Linked DNA regions of Mus musculus: regions 1, 3, 4, 5 and 6 are each linked to region 2. A link is a contact called in public Hi-C and promoter capture Hi-C data. All regions are on one chromosome and are shown on one strand. The core of a region is the stretch at or near the end of the contact, and the rest is flanking DNA. Distances in the headings are between cores, read along the strand shown.

The links. Promoter capture Hi-C pulls out the DNA fragments that hold promoters and counts their contacts. A called contact is a pair of places that touch in the nucleus more often than the background predicts.
Region 1: a Hi-C map of B cells shows a contact between it and region 2, with 8 read pairs. The contact joins the promoter of Fbxo7 here to the promoter of Mterf2 in region 2. A contact is called at or near these places in 2 of 39 promoter capture datasets (hippocampal neurons and liver) and 1 of 484 Hi-C or Micro-C datasets (B cells).
Region 3: a contact with region 2 is called in a promoter capture Hi-C map of liver, with 4 times the contacts expected there. The contact joins the promoter of Platr7 here to the promoter of Mterf2 in region 2. A contact is called at or near these places in 2 of 39 promoter capture datasets (liver and pre-B cells).
Region 4: a contact with region 2 is called in a promoter capture Hi-C map of embryonic stem cells, with 2.8 times the contacts expected there. The contact joins the promoter of Rtcb here to the promoter of Mterf2 in region 2. A contact is called at or near these places in 1 of 39 promoter capture datasets (embryonic stem cells), 1 of 115 datasets of contacts at active chromatin or transcription factors (memory CD8 T cells) and 1 of 9 other capture datasets (adipose tissue).
Region 5: a promoter capture Hi-C map of neural stem cells shows a contact between it and region 2. The contact joins the promoter of Tcp11l2 here to the promoter of Mterf2 in region 2. A contact is called at or near these places in 3 of 39 promoter capture datasets (hippocampal neurons, neural stem cells and pre-B cells), 1 of 484 Hi-C or Micro-C datasets (CD8 T cells), 4 of 115 datasets of contacts at active chromatin or transcription factors (T-cell acute lymphoblastic leukemia, forebrain, pancreatic cancer cells and 1 more) and 1 of 9 other capture datasets (adipose tissue).
Region 6: a contact with region 2 is called in a promoter capture Hi-C map of hippocampal neurons, with 5 times the contacts expected there. The contact joins the promoter of Pwp1 here to the promoter of Mterf2 in region 2. A contact is called at or near these places in 3 of 39 promoter capture datasets (embryonic stem cells, hippocampal neurons and liver), 1 of 484 Hi-C or Micro-C datasets (B cells), 1 of 115 datasets of contacts at active chromatin or transcription factors (embryonic stem cells) and 1 of 9 other capture datasets (adipose tissue).

What each region holds. Positions count from the first base shown.
Region 1 is chr10:86,020,451-86,023,476 of GRCm38.p6, forward strand. It overlaps Fbxo7 (F-box protein 7), which reads left to right and starts at 1,479. Exons shown (of 9, transcript NM_153195.2): 1 at 1,479-1,694. The coding sequence starts at 1,573.
Region 2 is chr10:85,126,561-85,129,682 of GRCm38.p6, forward strand. Mterf2 (mitochondrial transcription termination factor 2) reads right to left here and starts at 1,467. Exons shown (of 3, transcript NM_028832.3): 1 at 1,402-1,467.
Region 3 is chr10:84,551,825-84,555,073 of GRCm38.p6, forward strand. Platr7 (pluripotency associated transcript 7) reads right to left here and starts at 1,514. Exons shown (of 4, transcript NR_040658.1): 1 at 1,436-1,514; 2 at 824-886.
Region 4 is chr10:85,955,654-85,959,098 of GRCm38.p6, forward strand. It overlaps Rtcb (RNA 2',3'-cyclic phosphate and 5'-OH ligase), which reads right to left and starts at 2,140. Exons shown (of 12, transcript NM_145422.4): 1 at 1,962-2,140; 2 at 66-144. The coding sequence starts at 2,054.
Region 5 is chr10:84,575,409-84,578,407 of GRCm38.p6, forward strand. Tcp11l2 (t-complex 11 (mouse) like 2) reads left to right here and starts at 1,539. Exons shown (of 10, transcript NM_146008.2): 1 at 1,539-1,604.
Region 6 is chr10:85,870,470-85,873,517 of GRCm38.p6, forward strand. It overlaps Pwp1 (PWP1 homolog, endonuclein), which reads left to right and starts at 1,362. Exons shown (of 15, transcript NM_133993.3): 1 at 1,362-1,545. The coding sequence starts at 1,474.

The DNA of each region.
Region 1 (3,026 bases), core at 229-2,728, 890 kb after region 2:
AAATGTTTATTGATGTGGGTTAGTAAGCTTTGGAGGACAATTGATATGCAGCAAAAGATTTTACTAAGACACTGTGTAACAACTAAAAGCTGCTTTAAATTTTGTGGTAACATGAAGGGGCTAAAGGAGTTGGCTTCAGCTTCAAGTTCCTAAGGGCAGCGCCAAGGAAGAAAGGAAGTAAATGCTGTTAATCCCACAGGAAAAAAAAAAATCAGTCCCACAGATTCGAGGAGAAAGACCATCAACCCCAAACCATCATGGCCAAATTAATTAATCAAGCTTTTCTTGGTATGTATACATGGGCTGGACATAGGTAAGGTAAGATTGTAATAGTTCAGGAGTAGGGGGTTTCCAGATGAGGATTTGGCAGGCAAATAGGCATGTATTACCGAAGCAGAACATAAGCATACCAAGTTGGTCATAACAGCCTCTTGAAACAAAGACATGGTTGCAAGGTGGTTACAACAGGGTCACCATAATAACCTTTTAAAATAAAGGCATGGGGCAGTACAGAGCCATTTGTAGCTAAGGTTACAGGTGGGACATAGCCCAATCCTTGAGAAACCTAGTTTGTCTTTACTATAAGATGGCTTTTACGCCTGAGATGGAGGCAGTCTGGTTTATCAAGATTTATCGTGAGAAGTGAAGAGCTATACTGTTGTGGCCTTCAAATCCATTGGGAGAAACCAAAGACTTAGGCTCAATTCAAATTTATATTAAAATGAGTTTATGCTTACTGCTAGCAGAAGGAAGGCAGCTTTAGAGCCCAAACAGCATTCCATAGGGAAGGGGGACTAAGGATAAGATGGGGTTTTAAATTGGACATCAGAAAGGTGTATATTACAACTTACCACGAAATACAAGCTGGGCAGGAAAACTGTTTTACTTTCCTCAGTTGTTTCTCACCTTCCCGCTATATAGTAATTAAAAGATCATTTCATCCCTTTCCCATAGCGATAGTGAGTTTTAAAGAAGCAAAGGCAGCAGTTACTATCCTCACAGCCATTATCCTATTCTTATCTCACCTGCAGGTCTCTAGTACCTCCCAGGCATCCAACAGCCCTTAAGGGATCCCTGGCTCCACATTAACTTTCTTTAGTCATCACAGGGGACCTGTGTACATTATTTCTCAGGCAGGTCTGAGCACTCTAATGACAGGGATAGAGCAGTTCATTTCTGGGCACGGAAACCAGTGACATCAGGTTAGGGCCGTCTGTCATGTCTCCACACTGTTGGCAGCATTCCTTCCAGAGCTAAAGATCCTGCTTGCTGGGAGGGAAGGAACAAACTCGCTCACCCCAGCAGAAGCAGAAGCAGAAGCGTAGAGACTCAAGTGCGCCCAAGCAAACCCAGCGCCTGCGCCGTGCGCGCCTCGCCTCCAGGTGGCGATGTCGCGCGCCGAGCCAGCGATAGGGAAGCGCAGGCGCTCGGCCCTCCGCTCGAGCGGAAGGCTCTAGGGGGCGTAGTCGACCGAGCGGCGAGCGCTGGGGATTCCTCGGGAGCGCAGGCCCGGAGCTCCTTGCTTTCGGTTTCTTCCCGGGGCCGACCGAAGCTTGCGGTCCGACTCTCGCCATGAAGCTGCGCGTGCGGCTTCAGAAGCGGACCCAGCCGCTCGAGGTGCCGGAGTCGGAGCCAACGCTCGGGCAGCTGCGCGCGCACCTCAGCCAGGTCCTGCTGCCCACGTTGGGGTTCAGGTGAGCCGCGTCGCTGTCGTGGGGCTCGGGGGATGGCGCGCTTCGAGCGGTCACGTGAGGCCCGGGCCTCCCGGGTGTAGCTGCACTGGGCGCCTGTGACTGTGACGCTCGGCAGCTGGGTGCTGGCCGGGGTCCGGCTCCGAGAGACCATGGCCCAGCCTCCCCCGGGTGCCGCTGTCCTCCCCGGTGAGTAGTCACTTCCGGGGTTTCGGTCGCTGCGGCCCCGAGGGCGGGAAGGGAACTCGGGAAGCTTGGCTTGCGTTAAATCTCCCGGTGTTAACTTGAGTTTACCTCTGCGGTTGGGATAGTTCAGTGGTTAAATCGGAAAAGCATCGTGCTCAAGGTGACAAAAGTCTTGACACCTTAGGTCACTGTAATTTGTGCCACTGCCCAAGGCTACAGTAACTTTAAAAACAGCTGAGCGTGCAAGTGGCAGACTGCACCTAACTGTAACTTTCTCACTTTCTCACTGTAAGGGTTCAGGAAGTACGCCTGTCAGCGGGCATTCTCTGGGTGAGAATGTTGCTTTTTTTTCACGAATAGAGGCATGACCCTAGAGAGCTTACAGTTTCATGGCAAGTTGAAAAAGGATTAGGTTCTATTACTAATTTATGGGGTTCTATTACTAATTTTTGCAGATGAAGCGTCTGTGTTTCTGCAGAAGATAGTTTCAGGACATAGAGAGATAACTGTATGGACGACCCACTTCAAGTGCTGAGCTAGAAATTTGAACTAGTGAAGAAAAAAAAAATTAAAAAGATGGGCTCTGGGGCTTCTAAAGGGAAAAATTTTCAAAGAAAAACGTTTCCCATTAATTGGCATTTTAAATAAGCCTTTTCACTTTATTTGTAGGGAGTTAAGCAAAGTGAGACCCTGAATAGATTTTTTCACCCTTCCTCCCTGCTCCCATCCCCCCATTAAGTGAGCCTGAGCTACACCTTTATTCTAGCGCTCTGGAGGAAGAGGCAGGGTTCAAGGTCAGCCTGGTCTACATAGCAAGTTCCAGACCAGCCAGTGTTACATTGTGAGACCCTGTCTAATAAGATAATAATGTTAGCCAAACCATTAAAAAAAGAGCATTTTTTCATATTAAAAGAAAATATGTTGCTGTATTATATATAATATATATTTCCATATAATGGTGACCTACCCACATGTTACTTATTGGTGTAAAACCAAGTGTTTTCAATGTTGATAACAGTTATCTCTCCTCACACTTTGAGAATTCAATTTTTAAGGTATTTACAAGTAGTCTTACTTCTCAGTTAAGCAGGGCAGTTTTGAAAGGGTTGGAAACCCAAGAGCTCTGTTTCTCTTGCATGCTGTTTTCAC
Region 2 (3,122 bases), core at 217-2,716:
CCAGTCACTTCTCAGTCCCGGCGGACTCTGTTCCCACTACATAGTCTCCAAAGACTGTGCTTTTGTCAATCAACTCTCAGAAGTAAGCGTCACTTTCTTAAGGAAATGCCTCTGATGTTTCAGAATAGATGAAGCCCCATGTCCCCTTTAAGGGTGTTTACGGCACCATGGACTGCAATGCTCCACCTGGGATGGCTGTGACCCCTCACGTTTCTGCTTCACTATCCCACACAACCCACTTTGCAGCACCGTGTTCTAATGAACTGTCTCCCTGCCCTTCATGGGCTGCCATCACTGACTCTGGGAAAGAGAGGGGCAGGCAGTTCCCGGTGTGTTTTTTTACTTTATAGTAATATTTATCAATTGTCCATTCAACTTGTAGGGTTTTTTTGTTTGTTTTTTTGTTTGTTTGTTTGTTTTAAGCTCAGGCTGCTGTCAGGATGGTAGGCACTAGCTCTCCTGGCCAAACATTTCATATTTCTGTTGGGATCACAGACCATCTGAGAACTTGAGAGTTACAGACTTTACAAAAAAAAAATAAGGAAGGCCCACACCTTTTTCACTTCAGAAATGGCGTTAGCAAGAACTATGAGCAGCCCATAGTGACTGTGTATGCAGGGGAGAGCCGAGACTGAATACTGTTATTTCCTGTAATGAGCAAACAAAGAACACGATGCACAAGGCAATAACAGCAAATTAACAAATCAGGCTATGAAACAATGCAGAGGGCAAAAGTGAGTTACTTTAGCGCAGCTACACTGCCTTGGAATTAATCTCCAATTAGCTGTGACTTTTTAGGAAGTAATATCACCTTTCTGTGTGGGCAGTGTGGGCATCAGGAACATGGGGACGCTATTCCTTGGTGAAAGATCATGTTAAACGAGTTAATAGTAGTTCAGAGTATTAAAAAACAAAACAAAGCCCTCACATCTACTCCTCATTAAACCATAGTTCCCCTTAAAGATGAGGCCAGGATGCAGGTGTAGCTTGCCCAAGGCTGCCCACCTAAGAATGGCAGTCCTCTTAGCCTTGTGTCCTATGTACAATGATGCTCTTGCTAAAAAGGTCACATAGTCTGCTCTCTTATGCAATCCTCTCAAGCAATCCTGAGGTGAGAAATACATTTTTATAATTAAAACAGTCCTCTCAATAAAACCAATTAAGTTCTGATCTGACAGTTTCAAGTGAATTCCAATTTGTAGGCAAAGAACCACAAAGTTGGTCAGAGGAAGGGCCCTGCCAGGACCGCTACCGTGGCCTCTTATTTACGTGTGCAGCCTCCTTTTTTCAGTGCTCCGAGGTGGAGTGCCTGTGTGGACGTTCTCGGTGGGCAGCTGCTAACCCTGACCCCGGTAGGCAGGCTTGAGGCTCAGCCAGAGCTGGAGAAATAGGGTGGCTTACCTGTGGGCAGCAGTCCAAGCACAGCGGAGAGACCTTGGGCGTTGAGCTAAGTTCCCACCCTGTTCCGCAGGCCTCTCCACTCAGGAAACAGATCCTAGGTAACTGGCAGGGCTTCGCCTTGGCTGGTAACCAATCAGAGCTCGAGAAACTGATGTGCAGGAAGTCACGCCTCCATCCCGAGCGTAGCCAATTAGAACACTGTGTACAGGCTCCCGTGGGAATAAGTGAGCCACACTACAGGGTCTATTGCCACCAGTGCCACCTGGCGCTTCTGTCTCAGCAAACTCTGGTGGTTCAGTCTCTTTGTCCCTTAGAGAACGTTACAACTCGTTGAGAGAAAGAGGCAGGGAGGAGGGGCAGATCAGAACCTGTTGTCTGTAATGTGGAGCCATTCAGAATTCTCAAGTTTAAAACTTTGAAACCTGACCTGTCCAAACAAAACAAACCCCTCACATCTGCGGTAAACACCAGGTCTGATTCCCTAAATGCCATTCATCCTTTTTACCCCTAGATGACTTTGCCCAAATACTGCTAAACTGCCTTTTGCTTTACATTCTAAGTTATTCGTGATGCCCACACTCATAAACCAGCCAACCAAAAGCCAGAATCTTTTTCATCCATCCTTCAGATAAATATTTACAGGCTGCCGCCTCAGCACCAAGCATGCGGAACTGCAGCGCTAGGACCTTGGACAGGGCAACAGGAACTGAAACACATTAACGTGGTAACCACAATGAGAGTGAAGTGCTACCCAGGAAAGAGTCCCCTGTGCCCACCCTGTGCTGTATGCAGTTAGAGCAAGGAAAATGGTGTTTCCTAGGCTGATAGCCCGCCTCGTTACCTTTCTAAGGGTCTCTCACTCAGGTTGACACCTCCCCTTCATGTGGAGTGGAGGCTCCTGATTATGTCCTTAGCTAAGAACAATGCTTGATCCACAGTTAAGAACTCCAGAATGTTAATCATATCTGAAAACAGCCGTGTGGTTTACACTTTGTGGGCTTTAGAGGAACAGAGTCCTGACTCCTAAAGATCAGTTCTGATCCTCAGGCTACTCCGGAATTAACTGAGCAGCTACTACCTAGATGAGTAGGTGATCTATGTCCAATAACCCTTCTTAGCACATCAACACTCTATTCATGGATTTTACTGCACACTTTCTTACAAAAATTTGGGATTCATGGTTAAGATGTGCTATCCTCACTTGGGAAAAGGAAACTACAGTCAAGTATAGAAAAGGAATAAGTGGTCACATCGCAGCATGGGGAAGGATTAGACAAAGACAGCCTGGAATTACACAGTAATCTAGGCCAGTTTTGTTTAGTTTCAGGCACTGTCTCAAAAGCCAACCCACACCCCCCATCAGACAATTGAAAAAAAAAGGGGGGGAAGAAAGAAAGTTATAGGTGTTAAAGTCAAGACTTGGAATTGCATGCTGTGCAATCACTTGTTAGGAGAGGGACGCAGAACTGAGAATCATGGTGTGGGAAGCTTGCACCAAGGCTCCACACAACCTGTGCACTGTGATCAAAAGTAGCTGCTAACTCAGCCACACTGACTGTGGCCAGTGACTGGGCTCAGACTTTGCCATCTTCTTACAGTGCGTTTCTAGGGCCTGACACTCAGAAAAAACCTTAGGAGGAACAGGTGATGAGACTACTACTATGTATATTTTCCTAAAGAAAACTACAAAAATCAAACAATTCTGAAGTCTCTATAAGAAA
Region 3 (3,249 bases), core at 264-2,763, 570 kb before region 2:
ATTTCATTAGGACTGGCTTACAGTTTCAGACATTCAGTCCCTTATCATAACCGCAGGAAGCATGGCAGGGTCCAGGCAGACACCATGCTGGAGGAGCCAAGAGTTCTACATCTTGATCCAAAGGCAGCAACAGGAGACTCTTCCACAGGCAGCCAGGAAGAGGCTCTGATTTCCACACTGGGCAGAGCTTGAGCATAGCCAACCTCAAAGCCCAGTGACACACTTCCTCTAACAAGGCCACACCTCCTAATAGTGCCACTCCCTGTGAGCCAAGCATTCAAAGACATGAGTCTAGAGGGGGGTGGGGGGAGGCAGCAAACCTATTCAGACCACCACAGGGTTAGGGTTGGCTAGCTCATTGAATGTTACCCAGGCTGAAACTGCTTTCAGTATTCTCTCGGGCTCTGTTTTAGCCGAGCCTACATCCTATGATACTGTCTGCAGTCTTCTGAGCTCCTGTCAGTGTTGGTATTTTGACATTCACAATATTATCTTCAAAGACTCTAATCACAGAGCCCCATAACACGCTAATATTGATGAAAATTTTGAAATATTATGAGAATAACCAAATTGTAACACAAAATTAAATGAGAACATGCCTTATGGGAAATGGCTCTGGTAAACTGCTTTACGGGAAATGGCACTGGTAGACCTGCCTTGGAAGATGCACGGTTCCCAAACCTTTCACTTAAAAAAAAAAATCACAATTTTCAACCTGATAACAAAATCTAGGTAACACTGTTTCTAAATAAGCAAATTATCTGAACAGATACTTTTCAAAAGAAGAAATACAAGTCTGGAACTAATAGAAAAAAATACTTACCATCTTTAGCCCAGAGAAATGCAAATACAAGCCACAATGAGATTCTATCTCCTCTCAGAATGACTACCAAAAACAAAAACCAAAAAGGTGGTAAGCATCAAAAGAGAGAAGGTAGAGAAACATATAGAATGAATGTCCATTGTGATTCTTAATTTTTAAGATTTTTAAAAATTATTATTTATTTTATGTATGTGAGTCCACTATAGCTGTCTTCAGACACACCAGACGAGGGCATCAGATCCCATTACAGATGGTTGTGAACCACCACGTGGTTGCTGGGAATTGAACTCAGGACCTCTGGAAGAGCAGTCAGTGCTCTTAACCGCTGAGCCATCTCTCCAGCTCCCATTGTGGTTCCCTAAAATCTTGATCTTTATATGACCTAGCTTTCCCACTTTTGAGTATATATCCAAAGACAACTAAAACAGAGTATCAACAAGATGTCTACATGCCCATGTTTAATCATGACAGTATTCATAATAGCTAAGACACTAAGTGACCCTAAGGGCCCTTTAATAGATAAAGAAAATGTGATCTATGTTCACAACAAAATATCATTCAGCCATAAATAAGAATGTCCACAACAAGATCCTATTGCAGAAAACACCACACCTGGTAGTTGTAAGCATGATGAAACCGAGCTGGAATTGAGCTGGAATGTCTCCCCTGACTTGCTCTCTTCAATAGTGCTGGAAAGTGATGTGCAGGTGGCTGGGGTTTGGGCATGGGGGAGTTGTTAAGGCTACCAACTGTGTTACATACCTGTGTACACTATATGCCATACTATTGGTCTGCCAGGCAAGACATGCCTGTGCATGCAGTCATGGCATGGTTGCTATAGAGGTAAACAACTGCTCTCTGATTGGACTTGAGGCCTGCACCACAGGAAGAAATTCATATCTGCTACTGTAAACAAGGTCAAAAGCCCATGGCCCAGGAGGTCATAGGCCCTAGAGGAGAAGCTACTACTGTTGTTCCTAAATGAGCTAGGAAGCCCCAGAGCTAGCTAGCTAGCGAGGTTTCCCACCAGTACTCTCTGGATATGATTAAAAGCCCTTGCCTCAAAGAATATGGTGAAAGAATGGTTAAAACTGATTCTAGACATCAACCTTAAGCTCCACATATGTACGCATACATGTGCATGTTTCCACACATGTGTGTCCACACACATGCAAATACCTACATACTACACACACATATAACACACATACACAATCACACACACAGAGGACAGGACAGAGAGAGGTTGGGGGAGATGTGAATAGAGGTTGGGTTTCATTAGTGCACACTGCATGCATGTGTGGAAATGTCACACTGGATGCCATTAACATGTATAATTAATATATGTTAATAAAAATGAAACAATTCTCTGAAAATGAAATTATCTTAAGAGGACAGTAAAGTGAAGTGCAATAAACTAGTTGTACCAGTTCCTCTCTGCAGCCTGGGGAGGGAAGGTCACCTTCTCTCTTCTCTCTCCCCTCTTTCCTTCTCCCTTTCCTTCCAGCTTCAGTCTCTCCACATGACGAGATAAAACACACTAAAATTTCAAAATCAGTGTCCTGAGGAAATTTAAGGCCTTACCCAAGATCTCCACAAGTTGCTTGGAAACATCTTTTCTGAAGTTTACTATCCTAGCCACTTCAGACTCCATGAACTTGTACATTGAGATGGTCTACCTTCCCGTCTCTGGTCCTATGTGCCTATGCAGGCAATAGTGACATGATGCTATGAAAGCAAACAACTGCTCTCTGATTGGCTGTGAGGCCTGCACCACAGGAGGAAATTCATGTCTGCTACTATAAACAAGGTCAAAAGCCTATGGTCCTGGAGGTCATAGGCCCTAGGGGAGACTGTTATAGATGGAACAGCAGCCCTTCTTCAGTCTCTATGGAAACATCCCCCACGCTCACTTAGAAGGCAGTCTAAATACATAGATATGGTCAGAGACATTGGGGAACTGAAGAGAAATTTAGACAGCTTCAGAGTGAACTTAGATAGCCTCGTGAAAACCAAACCAAAGCAAACTCTGGGGCACGGATGCTAGGAAATGTGTTCCCCTTGGCTGCTCTGCTGGGTGGAGTGCCTCCCTGGGCCCTCCCACTTCCTCCCTCCCATTGCTCTACGTGCATTTGCAAATGCATGTGTGCAAGAACTTGATTAAAGTCTGTATTCTCTCAAGTCTGGAATTCTCCAGCTCACACTGGTCCCAGCCTCCTGGCTCAGCAGGTGCCTAGTTGGATGAAAGGGGCATTCACTGCAGCAGAACCGGTTCCTCTTGGTCTGTTTATAGAGAGCAAACTTCTCTTCTCTTCTCCTCTCCTCTCCTCTCCTCTCCCCTCCCCTCCCCTCCCCTCCCCTCCCCTCCCCTTCCCTTCCCTTCTCTTCTCTTTTCTTTTCTTTTTTACCTGTTTTTATTCATTAAC
Region 4 (3,445 bases), core at 890-3,389, 830 kb after region 2:
TCTCACACTGGTTGAGTTCCTCTTGATTCAGGGAACAGGGAAAGCTCTACCTCTAGTGTACTTACCACCACCTCGACAGGCGTTCCTTAATTCCTCAAACATTAGTTTTTCCAGAGCATCATTCACATAAAACACTCCTTCAACCTGATACAAAAGAAAAGCAAAATGCGTTGTCTGAACCCAAGTTTCTCAAGTACACGCCCAGTGGGCAGAACGTATACACTGCACATAGCGCTTCATTCTGCATGAACGTCTATACCACACATAGCGCTTCATTCTGCATGAACGTCTATACCACACATAGCGCTTCATTCTGCATGAACGTCTATACCACACATAGCGCTTCATTCTGCATGAACGTCTATACCACACATAGCGCTTCATTCTGCATGAACGTCTATACCACACATAGCGCTTCATTCTGCATGAACGTCTATACCACACAAAGTGCTTCATTCTGCATGAACGTCTATACCACACATAGCGCTTCATTCTGCATGAACGTCTATACCACACATAGCGCTTCATTCTGCATAAACGTCTATACCACACATAGCGCTTCATTCTGCATGAACGTCTATACCACACATAGCGCTTCATTCTGCATGAACGTCTATACCACACATAGCGCTTCATTCTGCATGAACGTCTATACCACACATAGCGCTTCATTCTGCATGAACGTCTATACCACACATAGTGCTTCATTCTGCATGAACGTCTATACCACACAAAGTGCTTCATTCTGCATGAAGCTGCCACGTTGCGTCTTTTAAGAGGAAAACTTCCAGTCACAATCTAAAAGGATCTTAGAGCATTTTAGATCTGGGTTTAAACTGGAAATGTCCAACCCGTAAAATCTAATCAACGATCTTCAAAACGGAAAAACTGCTCACAAATTTCTGAGGCGATATGTCTATCATGATTTTGCTATTATATAACTTACGCATTATAAAAAGCATCATATATATATATATATATAATATGTATGTGTGTATAATATATATGTATATAATATATGCGTATATATATTATACACACACACACACACACGGATATAATGTACAATTTTCATGTGTCACTTAATAAATTAGCAAGACTCTACCAACCAGCCTTCCCTTCTTCCACACAACAAAGGAAAATACTGTTTCACTGCTGTGGACTTTTTCTCCCTAGTATACCTTGCAAAGTGGTGCAAGGCTTCTCTGTGTAACCAGTCCTGAATGGATCTTCCATTTCCCAGCCTCCAGGGATTATAGGCCCGAGCCACCAAGCGAAGCCTATCAGAAACTTTTTACTAAGACAAAGGACTGCAAATCTTTATTGCATTCTCATGGCATTTATGAGACGGTGTCACTTAACACATGTGCCAAAACCTCACAAGTGTTTTCTTCCTCAACGTTTATCGGAACTTTCGAGTACACACGGCGGTGGCGACAGCAGGCCCAGGGTTTCAGATCCTGGTCTCTGGCTCCCAAGCCTTCAGCTGAAACACATCATTCAGGCTGAGAGAAGTGGACTCGATACGAATTCAGGGTTGTCTTCCTAGATGGGTACAGATAAGTTACCCACCAACTCGGGGGTCCTCCGCCAAGAGCATATTAAAAGCTCGAATCATGCCGATTGTCGTTACGTTAAAACCCAGTTAAGTTTGGAGAATGCCATCTGTAAACGTTAACTAAATATCAGGACTCAAGAGAAACAGAGTTCCTGGCTGGCGGTGCCAACTTGGGAAAGTCCACAGAAATCTCGGAAGACCAGGAACACCGTGTCTGATGGTGCGTGGGGAAAACACGCGTGAGCCCCCACGCTGCGTCCGTCTGTCCTCGTGTGTGTGGACCTGGCGCGTGCAGTCTGCAGAGGAGGGAGACCTGGAACCCCGCAGCCCTGCGCTGGGCGGAGGCCGCCGGTTCGCGGCGGAGTCGCGGCCTGCAGCTCCCAAGGCCGCTGCCCCAACTCACCTGCATGTTGGGCACAAAGCCCTTCTTGATCCTCCAGCAGTTTTTATTGATCTTGTCCAAGAACTGTAGCTCATCGTTGTAGTTACGACTCATGGTGGCGGCGAGGCCAGCGATAGCTCCTGGCTACGCTTAGAAAGAGAAACCACCCCGCAGTCCACCCGCTCCACGCAGCGCCGCCTCTCAGGGCGCAGGCGCGACCAGCTCCGCTCCAGGAGGGAAGATGGCAAGCGCCGAGGCTCAAAACTCTTCGCGCGAGTCCTGATCATCTCGTTACAATGAATTACAGCGCTAGTCTTCACTTGCACTTCCCCCCCCTCTTTCTTTCTCTCCCTCTTTCTTTCTTTCTCTCTCTCTCTCTTCCTTCCTTTCTTCCTTTCTTTCTTTCTTTCTTTCTTTCTTTCTTCTTTCTTCCTTCCTTCCTTTCCTTCCTTTCTTTCCTTCTTCCTTTCTTTTCCTCTTTCTTTCTTTCTTTCTTTCTTTCTTTCTTCCCCTCTTTCTTTCTTTCCCTCTTTCTTTCTTTCTTTCTTTCTTTCTTTCTGTCTGTCTGTCTGTCTGTCTTTCTTCCTTCCTTCCTTCCTTTTTTCTTTCTTTCTTTCCTTTTCTTTCTTTTCCTCTTTCTTTCTTTCCCTCTTTCTTTCTTTCTTTCTTTCTTTCTCCCCCTCTTTCTTTCTTCCCCTCTTTCTTTCTTTCCCTCTATCTTTCTTTCTTCCCCTCTTTCTTTCTTTCTTTCTTTCTTTCTTTCTTTCTCTCTCTTTTTCCTTTCTTCCCCCCTCCCCCTTTCTCTCTCCCTCCCTCCCTTCACCCCCCCCCCTTTTTTAAAGTAAGATCTCGATACTTAGCCTTGGTGAGCCTATGTATCCGGGTTGGCTTCGAACTCTCACAGATACCCTTGCCAATGTCTCCTGACTGCTGCTATTGAAGACATACTGCTTTAAGAATGTTTTTGAGCTGCTCCTGAAACCTCTTCACCCTGGATCAGGTCAACTGCTATATAGAACATACAGTTTGGAGTTCATGCCCCATGAACATTAGTGAAACAGCTGAGCAAGATAAAATACTAATGACGTTTGCAATGTATCAGAATGAGATTGAAGATGTACAACAAACACTCCATTACAAAATGAGCATCCAAAAGAAGCATATCACAACACTGTATCATTTATTTCTACAAATGCTTGTGAAGGAAATCTGCTCTGGCCAGCAATTCCCTACAAAGATGGATAAATCCCTCTTTCAGGGATCACTGTGTTCCATAGCTTTGTTTGGACTGTGTCCTGTGTCTGTACCTTTAAACTTAATTGACTCTTGCTCTTGGGATAAGAAAGCTGGCAGTGATTTGCAGGATAGTCCTACCCTGTGAAAAACACCACCATAGCAATCAGGAAGACTTGGGTTCAGGTTCCGCCTATGCCATTACCACCTTTGTGTGATACATTCCTCTGTTTTCACTTCTATGAAATGGGATCATAATTATTCATAGTGGC
Region 5 (2,999 bases), core at 289-2,788, 550 kb before region 2:
TACATGCGCTATGGCTGTGTGTGCTTGTGTGTGGAGGAGTCCAGAAGACAGCACTGCATCCTTTAGAACTAGAGTGTTCTACAGTGTTTGAGAGCCGTCCAGTGTGGATGATGAGATCTGAAATTGCCTGTGGTCCTCATGATAGAGCAGCAAGGATTCTTAGCAGCCGTGGCTCCACTTTAGGTTGTGTAATTTCTAGAGTGACAGATACAAATGGATACAAATCTCTAGGTAGGTTTTCTTGTTCAGAATAACTTGCCAACTAGGTTCAGTAGCTAACAGTGAGCTTCTAAGAGTGCTTTAGTTCCATTCTTATCCCACTGAACAAGAAGATCTCTTGGGTAGGCAAATGTTAGGGACTTGGTTATAACCTCAGACCAGTCCATGCTGTACAATTGTATTTCTATCTTGCTTTAAACTATTGTCTGCTTTTGGTTTTCTTCTTTCTAGAATGATAGTAGACAATTTGCCTCCACAATCCGATATGATTTTAGTCCTAAACAGGAATATTTCAGCTTATATAAAGTTCATTTATTTTTTTTGTATGACGCTACCCACAAGTAATACCAACTTGTACCTGGCAAAATAGTGGTTCTGTTTCTTTATGCCCAGAAGCAAGCTCACGAGAAGTTATGCTTAGTAAGCCTGACCACACAAGAGCCCCTCCCAGCACTTATTTACATTAAGCCTGGTTGAAAACTCTCCCCAAGATAAGCGCCGCCAAAGAACCCTTAGAAGAAGTAAGACACTTTATCTTTGTGCACAGGCGAAGCCTTCGGAGAGCTTAGGTAGGTGTGGCTCCCAGAAACCAATCGTCCAATTCAAGGGGCAAATCAGGACCCGTGTTTACAAGAACATGTTGACACGTGTGGATGACGCGGTTGGACGCTGATGTGCGTGGGACAGCCTGTTTGGAATGTTGTTGACTCGCTTGGCCCGGTGTGTGTGGCCATTGTGAAGGTGGGCATGTAGTGTTTTTATATTACTGCCGCGAGCGGACACCAGAAGTCTGTCCGTTCGGTTGGAGTTAGTCCATTTCATCCTACCTGGTAAACTGAAAGAAACAGGATTGGGGGCGTCACCCGCTGCACTTAGGCCCCGCCCTTACACAGCCAGGCCCCGCCTCCGAACGCTTTAGGCCCTACAGCAGCCCAGGCGCTCCCGGCCGTAGGCTGCCCCAATTCCGTGTTCACTCCTCTCCCCGCCCCTGGCGGTCCGGACCGTACCACCACTGAATATAGGGAGCACACATTTCTCGTGTGCAAATGGCTTTCTGTCTGAGCCTTCTTCAGCCTTCACGATAGAAACGTGAGAAAGCTATGGTTTTTGTAGACAGACTCTTCAAGAATTTAGGGATCTTCGCCAGAACCCTGCCCTGGATTCTGGCGCCGCGGTGCTATAGTCCCCCTCCAGTTCCTTCCCGAATGGTCGCGCCCAGGGAGTACCTCTGGGCCCTTTAAATACCGCGTGGGGCTGCGGGGGGGCTCCAGAGTTGACAGACTGCTGAGTCTCCCCTTGTCTGCGACGCTGGTTGAGGGGGGATACGCAGAGCCCCGCGACCCCCGCCACCTAGCTTTCCTCGAGTCTCTACGCGGGATCCGGGGGTGCGTACCCATCCCAGGGGAGGGGCCGTGGGATCTGAGGGGACCGCGTCTCCTTATGGCAGCGGGAGGGCTCCTTGTGCCCTCCGAGTTCGGGACATTTGACCTCGGAGTCAAGGCTTGAAGTGGGGCACGGTGGCAGTGGTGGCCCAGGCTCTGCCGGGGCCGCTTGGTCGTGATGACATCCCTTTGGGTGCGTGCCAGCGACTGTGCTCAACGGCGCGAGACGCTCTGGGCTCCCCGTGCGGTCAGGTCCCCAATCCCTCGTCCCTGGAGGAGTGGGACTGAGCCGCGGTGGGGCCCGGCTGGGCCTCGGCCCTATGTTTGGGTCTTGTTGCTGGGTTTCTCGAGAGCTGGGTTCTGTCCCGGCAGTCCCCTCCCCCAAACGTTTGTTTTGACAGGAAACGTGGTGCTGCTAGAGGGAGGGGCGAGCAGAGAACGTGGGCGAGCGGGCAGGACTCCTGGGACTTCCGTTGGACTTGACTGTCCAGGAGGCCAGCTCAGGTCACATCTGGGTCAGACCCTTGCCTTCTCAGACCCTTGCTTTGCCTTGCTTTGGGTGGCGCCACAAAACATAGCAACGAGATTCGGTGGCACGTGGATGACACAGTTATGTGTTTACGTTAGTACAAGAGGAAAAACTTCCATTAAATGAGCGATTTCGCAATGTTTACTTCTAAAATGCGTTTATTAGACTGGGACTGTAGTTCTGTGGTAGAGCACTTTACAGGACTGTAGGTTCTGTCCTCCCCCAACCACAAGAAGCCCAAATCATGTGTTTAAACACAAGAATCCAGTCAACAAAGAAGGGTTTGTTAAACTACCGTTACAAGCAGAGTAGAAACACTTGAGTGGTTCCAGTGAGAATGGAACCTCCCTCTTTCATCGTTGTCTTGGTACCTTAACGGTAAAGAAACCAGGCAACTTGTCTTTGTCCTTAGTGGGCTGCTCAGCACAAGGTGGTGTTCAGCTCTCAGCTCTTAGTTAACCTACCTCCCAACTGATAATTTCAACCAGTTCTTACACTGGTTCCTGGGCTAGGAGTCCCCATCCCACCTCCACCTCCACCCCGCCCCGTCTACTCTGCCTTTTTCCTACCCCCATGGATTTCATACATTGCTCCACTTGAAGTGACCCAGGGCTGAAGGGCGCCTTACCCCCCGGGTGTGCAGCACAGGTGTTAAACTAGGCATCAGGGATGGGGGGGGGGCGGGGGCAACGCTTTCCAGGATAAAAAGTGCTTAGAAATCCTTCCCAATGCTGTAATGACACGTGGAGCACGGGCATCTGCCTTTTAGACAGTGGCTGGCTTGTTGGCTTTTGTCTAGCTCTCCGAGGCGGGCAAAGACTCGATGAGGACCAGTACTGTTCTCTCCGTGCTGTGTTTTTTGCCTTACT
Region 6 (3,048 bases), core at 112-2,611, 740 kb after region 2:
CGTACAGAGCTAAACAGAGAATTCTCAGAGGAATCTCAAATGGCAGGGAAGCACTTCAAGAAATGTTCAAAGTCCTTAATCATCAGGGAAATGCAAATCAAAACAACTCTAAGGTTCCACCTTACATCCATCAGAATGTCTAAGATAAAAAAAAAAAACTCATGAGATAGCATATGCTGGTGAGGATGTGGAGCAAGGGGAGCAGTCTTTATTGCTGGTGGGAGTACAAACTTATACAATCACTTTGGAAATCAACTTGGCAGTTTCTCAGAAAACTCAAGACCCAGCCATACCACTTCTGGGCATGTACTCAAGAGATGTTCCATCATCCCACAAAGATGCTTGTTCATCAATGTTCATAACAGTTTTATTTGTAATAGCCAGAAACAGGAAACAACCTAGATATCCCTCACCTGAAGAATGGATAAAGGCATGGTACATCTACACAATGGAATACTATTCAACTATTAAAACCTAAGGCATCATGAACTTTGCAGGCAAATAGATGGAACTTGAGAATATCATCCTGAGTGAGATAACCCAGTCCCAAAAGGGCATGCATGGTGTGTACTCAGTGATAAGTGGATATTGTCCATAAAATACAGGTACCATGGTCCACTTCACAGAACCAAAGAAACTAAACAAGAAGGAAGACTCAATCAAGGAAGCTTGAATCTCACTTAGAAGAGGGAATAAAATAGTCATAAGAGGCTGATGGAGGGAGGGAACTGGGAGAGAGGGGAAATGGGGGATTCAGGATCAGGCATGGAGAAGAACAGGAGAGATAGCTATATGGCCATGAAAATGAATGGAAATCTGCAAAGTGGGGGGAAACCTGCATCTCCAGGACGAGACAAAGGCCTGGGATAAGGGAGGCTCCCAAGAATCAGTGGGGGGTGACCTTAGCTGTGACTCTCATTGGGGATGTGGAACCTGAAGAGGCCATCTCCTGTATCCAGAATGGAACTCCAATAGAGACACCAACCCACCCACAAAACTTTCAACTCAAAATTTATCCTGTCTACAAGAAATGCTGGCATAGGGGAGGGAGCAGAGACTGAGTGAATGGCCAACCAATAACCATTTCAACTTGAGACCCGTCCAGTGGGCAAGCACCAATCCCTAACACTATTAATGAAACTCTGCTATGCTTGCAGACAGAAGCATATTGTTCTCTGAGAGGCTCCCCCCAGTAGCTGATTCAGACAGATACAGACACAGCCAAACAGTGGATGGAGCTTGGGAACTCTTATGGAAGAATAGGAGGAAGGAGATAGAAACTCCACAGGAAGCAGTCGTAGATTTGCATACGGCCCCGCCCATCTCATGCAAATTCCCCTCCCCTTCCCCTTGGCGCCTGCGAGTGACGTCAGCGAGCGCCCGCGCCTGCGCGTTGTTCCCCTCCGCGGAGCTCAAGAGTAGTGTCTCCCAGCTCCCAGGGCTCCAACCTGCGCCGGGTTCAAACCGAAGATCATGAACCGCAGCCGCCAAGTGACCTGCGTGGCCTGGGTCCGCCGCGGCGTGGCCAAAGAGACTCCAGACAAGGTGAGGCCTGTGTATGGGGAGATGCCACGGCATGGCCGTGGGCTCGGCCCCGTCTGGGGCAGCACGCGCCCAGCAGGAGCCACGCGATGGGACCTGCCAGGTTGGCCGGGACTGTAGCCATGTGAGGTGTGGCTCCGGTGACCCGGGCGAGCAGAGACCGCGCGCCCCTTCCCTGCCCGGAGCGGGAACCCCGATCCCATCCCTGAGATGCACGAACACGTGGACTTTTTGTGCACTGGGAAGGGGCGGGGGTGTTTGCTTGTTACGAGTTTCTTACGGTGATCCGGATAAAACGTTATGGGGCAGAGAGAACAAGGTGTCAGTGTAACACAGTATGAAGGAAGTTGTACAAAAGCTGGAGACCGTGGCAAAGGAAGCCGGTTACTCAGGCGGTTTTGTTCATTACACAGTGTTTTCTGCAAGCCAAGCGGAGCCTGGAGTTCCGGGATATGTTGGAGCGATATAGGGCAAAGCCCTGTTCTTGACTTTCGGGATGTCAGGGGTTGTAAGTGTCCTAAAAGAAGTGAAGGGGTTGCTATGGGTGTAATTGTCTGAGTAGTGACAACTCGATATGTGATAGACGTGGGAGTGGCCTCGACATGAATTTACATGCGGTGAGGGATGGAAATACTCCTTATAGGTGTAAATTCTACCAGAGTGCAGGTAGTGTTTAGTCACTGTTTTCTCTGGTGTTTTGCCAACAGCAAGCAAGCAGTGTATATTTATAGGATAGGGACAACACTTGCCTTATTAAAAATTCTCCAAAAGAAAATTGTTTTCATTTTAAAAGGGCCATACACAGCTTTCGAAGTATTAAGAGAGTCTTAAAAATCCCTAGTTGTCATGCCCCAACCCCAAGCAATACAAATACCTTTGTGTGTGTGTATGTGTATGTATGTATGCCCATGTTCATGTGTTTGTGTATGTGTGCGCTGTCTGATTGAACCCAGCGTTAGTCAATCGAGATAGAGTGGCTGGCCAAGGCACCAGAAATTCTCGTCTCTGTAGTCCCTAGTGCTGGGATTACAGGTGTCCCCTACACTACACCCAGCTTTTGAGTGGCTTCTGGGATGGAACTTAGATCCACATGCTTGCTCAACAAAAGCTTTACCGACTGACCTCCGGCCTTCCCCGGAGTTTTTCAGTCTTTAATTTCTGGATCTTTCTCAGGCAGAATTGAATGTCATTCTCAGGGAGATTCTTGTTATCTCAACGTTTTTTGTTGTTGTTTTGGAGACCAGGTCTCACTCTGTAGCCCGCTGTGGCCTCAGACTTATGGCAATCCTCCCGTGTCAGCCTCCTAAATACTAGAGTTATAGGTGTGAGCCACTGAAGATCTGGAGGCTCTTTAGTAGAAACTGAGCCGTTGATTTACCTTCATGTGGAGTGTTGCCATTATGGCCAACCCACACTGCGGGCTTAAGTAAATAAACAATACCCAACTAGTGTTGGCCTTTACAAGCTTAATACAGAAGTGTTAGGTCTGGTCTGGTCTGGTCTGGT